Linked DNA regions of Triticum aestivum: region 1 is linked to region 2. The links are chromatin contacts, called in public Hi-C maps. All regions are on one chromosome and are shown on one strand. Each heading gives the region's core, a stretch centred on a gene start, on an enhancer-like site or on the middle of the called end of the contact. The rest is flanking DNA. Distances are from core to core; before and after follow the strand shown.

Region 1 (2,846 bases), core at 84-2,583, 150 kb after region 2:
AGAGCGGACAGGGCTTGCCTGCTCCCGAGTCGTACTCCCATCCGTGCTCCCAGCAAATCCAACGGCGCACAGCATGCCGACTTCGTTTCCTTCGAGACGAAAAAACCAACCATCGCTCCATCCGTTTCCCCTAAATTAAACTGCAATAACGATAGAAAGAAAAAGAGGAAGCAAGAACCAGACGGCTCGTGCTTCATGCATCTCCCTGGACCCGATAGCGCTGCTTATCCGATGGTTCAGGGAAGATTGTCCCAGCAGCCCAGAAGTGAGCACGCCGATGCAGTTCATACGGCCAGGCCAGTTGCCCCTCCGCCTCGGTTTTGTCTTTTTGATCACCACCATCGTCACACTAGTCGCCAGCGACCGCTTGACTACGGACAACAGGGAGGTCGTGCTTCTACCGGACTGGGAGGTGTTCGCCCTGCTATGCCCTCGCGCCGCCGCAGCAGGTAACACGGCGTGCACGTCGTCTTCGTCCCCGGAGCAGGTGTTAGGGAGGCTGCCGGTCCAACCGCCGTGCGTAGGTCTGCGTCATACCCGCGTGGCACAAGCTGCTCCGTGCGCCGTAGCTGCTGGTATACTGCTTGCCGGAGTTGTCGAAGTTGGCCGCCATCTTCCTTGCACTGCCGGGCCGCCTAAAACCCCAACATCTGTGTCCTGTACATGTCCGTCGTCCCCTTCCATCTATCCTCAAGCGCAGCGCTGCGACACACAAGACCACACCGATCTCCCTACGCAATAAAGGTTCCATCAGTCGTGGTGCAACTCTCCAGCCAACTCCGGCCAAGGCTTCTAATTTATTCCACATCGGAAGAGCATGTAGAAGAGGCGCTTCTGATTTCTCCCAATCGATCGGTGTTGCCAATTTATGGGTCGCCTGGTATTTTCTTGGTTTTTTATTAGAGAAAAACGGATGGAGAGGTGGGGCAACGCCCGCAACGGGGCTGGTTTTTTCTTTCGGGGGAAACAGAGGCCGCGGGCTGTGCGTCGTTGGATTCAATCGGAGCATAGATGGGAGCACGACCGGGGGAGCAGGCAAGTCCCGTCCAGAGTGGAGCAGCCTGCTGCAAAATGATACTCCTTCTGTTCCAAAATATAAGAGTATGGGATGGAGGGAGTAATATTCAAATCACGATGTTCCATTTTGGAATACTACCGTAGCGGCCAGCCAAGGATGAAATCCAGCACGGGATAAGGAGCGCGCGCCGTGGACTGGACTCGGTCCACACCGCCACGGCTCTCGGCGCGTCCGCTAACCACCACTCCCTGGACCCACTCCGTGCGCCGAGCCCATCCCCGCCGTCCGCGTGGTCCAGGTCAAACACACGCCCGAATCTCGGAGCGGAGGGAGGCGTTCGAACCATTCTTCTCCTCCTCCTCCCCGCGGCGACACAACCACGTCGTCGCGTCGCCGACGACCCCACCCACCGAATCGCGCCTCTCCACCGTTCCCGCCAACCGCAAAGCCCCCGCGGCCCTTCCAGAGGCTTCCAGAAGGATCTCTCCCGGGGACGGCGCGCGCTCGGGGGACCCCCCTTCTCGAAGCGCACGCATTCCCCGTCTCCCGCTCGAGATCTCCCAGGCCGGCAGGCCTCGGAGCGCGGAGGGACGCACCGCGTGATCCGCGAGGAGGGGGAGGCTTCGGGGAGGGAAGATGGCGGTGTCGGCGCTTCCTCGGACGATGGACGCGCTGACGCGGCGGGCGACCATGCTGCGCGACTCGCTGCACAAGAGCCAGGGGAACACGGACGGCATGGTCGCCATCCTCGGCTCCTTCGACCACCGCCTCTCCGCGCTCGAGGCCGCCATGCGCCCCACCCAGGTCCCGCTTCCCCTCCTTCACATTCCACTCATCCCCGTTTGATTCGCATCCACTCGACTGACGTGGTTCGCTTTTCTCTTGGGGGGAAATGAAATGCAGGTGAGGACGCATGCGATCCGGATGGCGCACGAGAACATCGACAAGACGCTCAAGGCCGGCGAAGCCATCCTCGCCCAGTTCGACCTCACCCGTCGGGTACATGAACATCGACCCGCCGCAAAATTTTCAAACATTTTACCTGGATGTGTGTGGTGGTCAATTTGCTACAATCTTTTTTGTTGGAAGACGTCTTATGGATCTTTCGGGAACTGAAATGTGCCCAATGAGCGCCTGGTGGCTGCAATGATTAAAATTTGTTGCGGTATTTAATATGCGTTTTGTGGGGTATATAAACTACCATGTTAAATTCAATCATCACCGCCGTCATTGAAACAAACATGGTTTTCTTTTATTCCTAAACAAGATAATACCATTCGTACATTTTTGTTCTTTGGATTTGGAAGATCCAGTGAGTGATATAGTTTGGTACTTTTAGGTCACATTAATTTGGGTCACTGTAGATGATTGTTTCATCTCTTATCAAGAGTTGTCATTTCTAAGATCATCTTGTTATGTGAAAATGGCAGCGATTTCTCGCAGAAAGAGAAGGAATGGAAATGATAGCTATCTGAGCTCATTGCGAACATGATTGTTTGCAAAAGGCTTTGATTTTTGGGAACTTACTAACTTTGTGTAAACATTGCCTTCAAACTTTAGGCCGAGGCAACGATATTAAGAGGTCCCCATGAGGATTTGGAGAGCTACTTGGAGGCAGTGGATACGCTGAAAGGAATCTCCCGCTTCTTTTCCTCGAATAAGAACTTCAGAAGCAGTGAAGGAATTCTGAATCACGTCAACGGTCTCTTAGCGAAGTCTTCTCTGAAGATTGAAGAAGAATTTAAGCAGCTGATGACTACATACAGGTAAGATAGTCATTCTTATTGCAGACTCATGCCAGAACTACATTCATGTTCATTTCTTATGT
Region 2 (2,700 bases), core at 4-2,503:
GCTACTCCCTCCGATCCATAATAAGTGTCATGGTTTTAGTTCAAATTTGAAGTAAAACCACGACACTTATTATGGATCGGAGGGGGTACCTAATTAGGACCTTAAAATATCCATTTACCTATTAAAGGTGTACCCATGTAAAGTTAGACCTTCAATCCCAATCAAACATATTTTTAACGACAATTCGCTTAAAAAGTACTCATAACTACCATTGTCATTCTGCCAAAAAACTTGCTCTGATCCCCTAAATTGCACAAAAATTAAGCTGCCAATTTATTTATCAAGAGATACCGCACAAGACAAATCTGTTAAAAAGATTCAGAAACACGACACGTGGAGCATACCCATAGCGATACTCGAGCAGAATCCGACAACGACAACGACAACGGTAATTCAGTTACAACTGAGTGCAGAGACAGACACTGACTAGAGGTAGCCGACACGGAACTAAAGCAGATCGCCAAATCCATTTGAATTTAGTTCCGATTATCCAGGAGCAGTATGACCATAGACACACACAAAAACCAGCCTACACAGTTAAGCAATTAGCATATAAAAATAGCTGAATCCCCTGCTTAAAGTAGCTGCTAGATAGCGAAATCGAGTATGTTTGCCAGATCGTCCTGACCCTTACGCCGCTGATGATAATTCAAGCTGATATGAAGCGTTAGTCGGACACCGGCGTCTTACTTATAACGGGGATGTTCTTGCACTCGTCTGCCGCGACGATCCTGGAGAGCAGGTCGATTCCGGAGAGCGTGGGCATGTTGACCTCCGTGAGCACGAGGTCGAAGGCGTACGCGCGGCCCCGCATGACCTCCCACGCCTTCATCCCGTCCGCCACCGCCGCCACTGGCGTCACCTCCCGAGAAGAAACACAGAGCCCAATTCAGCAGCAGGAAAATCGGCTGGCCGCGCGAGCGCGAGCGCGTCTAAGCTAGAAGAAGGAAGGCTGGCTCACCGCGGTACCCGCACTTGCGGAGGAGCGCGGTGACGACCTGGCGGGTGGAGTCGTCGTGCTCGACGAGGAGCACCCGGAGCGAGCGGCGCGGCAGGATCTCGTCCCAGCGGATCACCCCGCGCGCCGCCCCTCCTCCGGCCCCCGCCGCCGCGGCCGCCGGCTCACCGGCGTCGGCGTCGGGGGACATCTCCTCGTCGCCGTCCGTCGTGGGAGGGGGGAACGGATGAAAATATCTGCAGCCCGGCGTGCCACGTCACGCGGGGGGGGGGGGGGGGAGAGGATCGAAGGGACGGGTGGAAATGGGCCAGATAATACCCACGAGCGCCGGCAGATATTTTTCCCTCCCCTCCTCCACTGCTCCGGTTTGTTTTCGGTTGGGGTGCTTTTCTGGGGTGGAGTGTCGTGTGGGTGAAACCTGAAGTGTTTCGGGCGTGATATTTCTGGTGCGATTTTGGTTTTTTCACGGGGATATTTCGCCGGGAGCTGGTGGCCTCTCGTTTTTGCCCGAGTATTTTAGTGGCTGCTGGCTGGTCTCGGACGCCACTTGTGGAAAGTGCCATCGAAGGAGAACAGACAGCTGGGCACGAGGAACGGTGGAAAGATCACGACTTAAAAAAATAAAAAGGAAAGATCTACTAGGAGTGTCATCCATCCATACATGACAGACGGTGCCTGGTTTCTTTACGGACAAGTCCTCGAAGAACTACGTGGGCTACAGTTGGCCGGCCGGTTTTTTATACGTAAATAAAGTTGAGCTGAAATTTTGAGCAGCCACATTATCCTCTTTAATTCTGGTTTCCAATATTTCAGTTTTCATGCTCAGAGACATGAATTGCCCCATTTTGTGATGTGATCCAACTCCATATGAATTGCCCCATTTTGTGATGTGATCCAACTCCATATGAATACGCCCCATTTTGTGATGTGATCCAACTCCATATGAGTTCCTTTACATCAAGCGGGAAACGTGGTTTCTATTTGCACGATGAATTAGCTACACAACTCCACACCACAGAAAAAACTCGCCACGCCACGTGAAGAAAATCAACCCGAGAGGTTATTTCGGTGTGGATGGGCATCTAGGTTCAGTGGCAAGAGCGCGGTTGTGCACCTTGGCAGACCCAAGTTTGAATCATGTGGGGTGGAAGTTATTTTATGGATTAAAACTTGATGTCCCACACCTTCTTCTTCTTAATTGTGCGGCTCCTCCCCGTTGCTCTAGTTATTTCAATATTCCTAATAAATTAGCTTAGGAAAATGGAGATATGACATTTTAAATCCACTTACCACGATTGAACCAGGTCTATATGCACATGCCACTTGGCCTCGTCTTCATCGCAAATCACTAAATTGGCGCTTTGAGACGAGTTATAAATATAAAATATCTCACTAAATACATATAAACCTTGCTCGTGTATGCTTGTGTGCTCTATGAGACAGATGAATCATGCCCTCGTATTTCATCGCCTTTTTATTCTTACATTGACACCGCTATGATTTGGTACAGCATGAATAAAAATAGTTTTATTCGCGTGTTTATGTGCCATGTTTGTGTGATACTTGTGGATTGTAACAAAAAACATCACAAAATTCTAAAATTTGAATGATAACTATTCACATAGGATTAAATATAAACTATTTATGTTGCTTGAGCTTAGTTAGTTCTGATTAGGATAATTTGAATGATAACTACTCTCTCCGTCCGAAAAAGCTTGTCCCAAGCTTGTCTCTCACATGGA

What was found. Hi-C and Micro-C count contacts between places; a contact is called where the count stands out from the background.
Region 1: a contact with region 2 is called in a Hi-C map of leaf, with 4 times the contacts expected there. The contact joins the promoter of LOC123096440 here to the promoter of LOC123096439 in region 2. A contact is called at or near these places in 2 of 5 Hi-C or Micro-C datasets (both in leaf) and 1 of 1 datasets of contacts at active chromatin or transcription factors (leaf).

Annotation. Positions count from the first base shown.
Region 1 is chr4D:93,940,238-93,943,083 of IWGSC CS RefSeq v2.1, forward strand. LOC123096440 (exocyst complex component EXO70A1) reads left to right here and starts at 1,334. Exons shown (of 12, transcript XM_044518185.1): 1 at 1,334-1,822; 2 at 1,922-2,017; 3 at 2,579-2,784. The coding sequence starts at 1,655.
Region 2 is chr4D:93,793,494-93,796,193 of IWGSC CS RefSeq v2.1, forward strand. LOC123096439 (two-component response regulator-like APRR3) reads right to left here and starts at 1,254. Exons shown (of 8, transcript XM_044518184.1): 1 at 962-1,254; 2 at 691-852. The coding sequence starts at 1,148.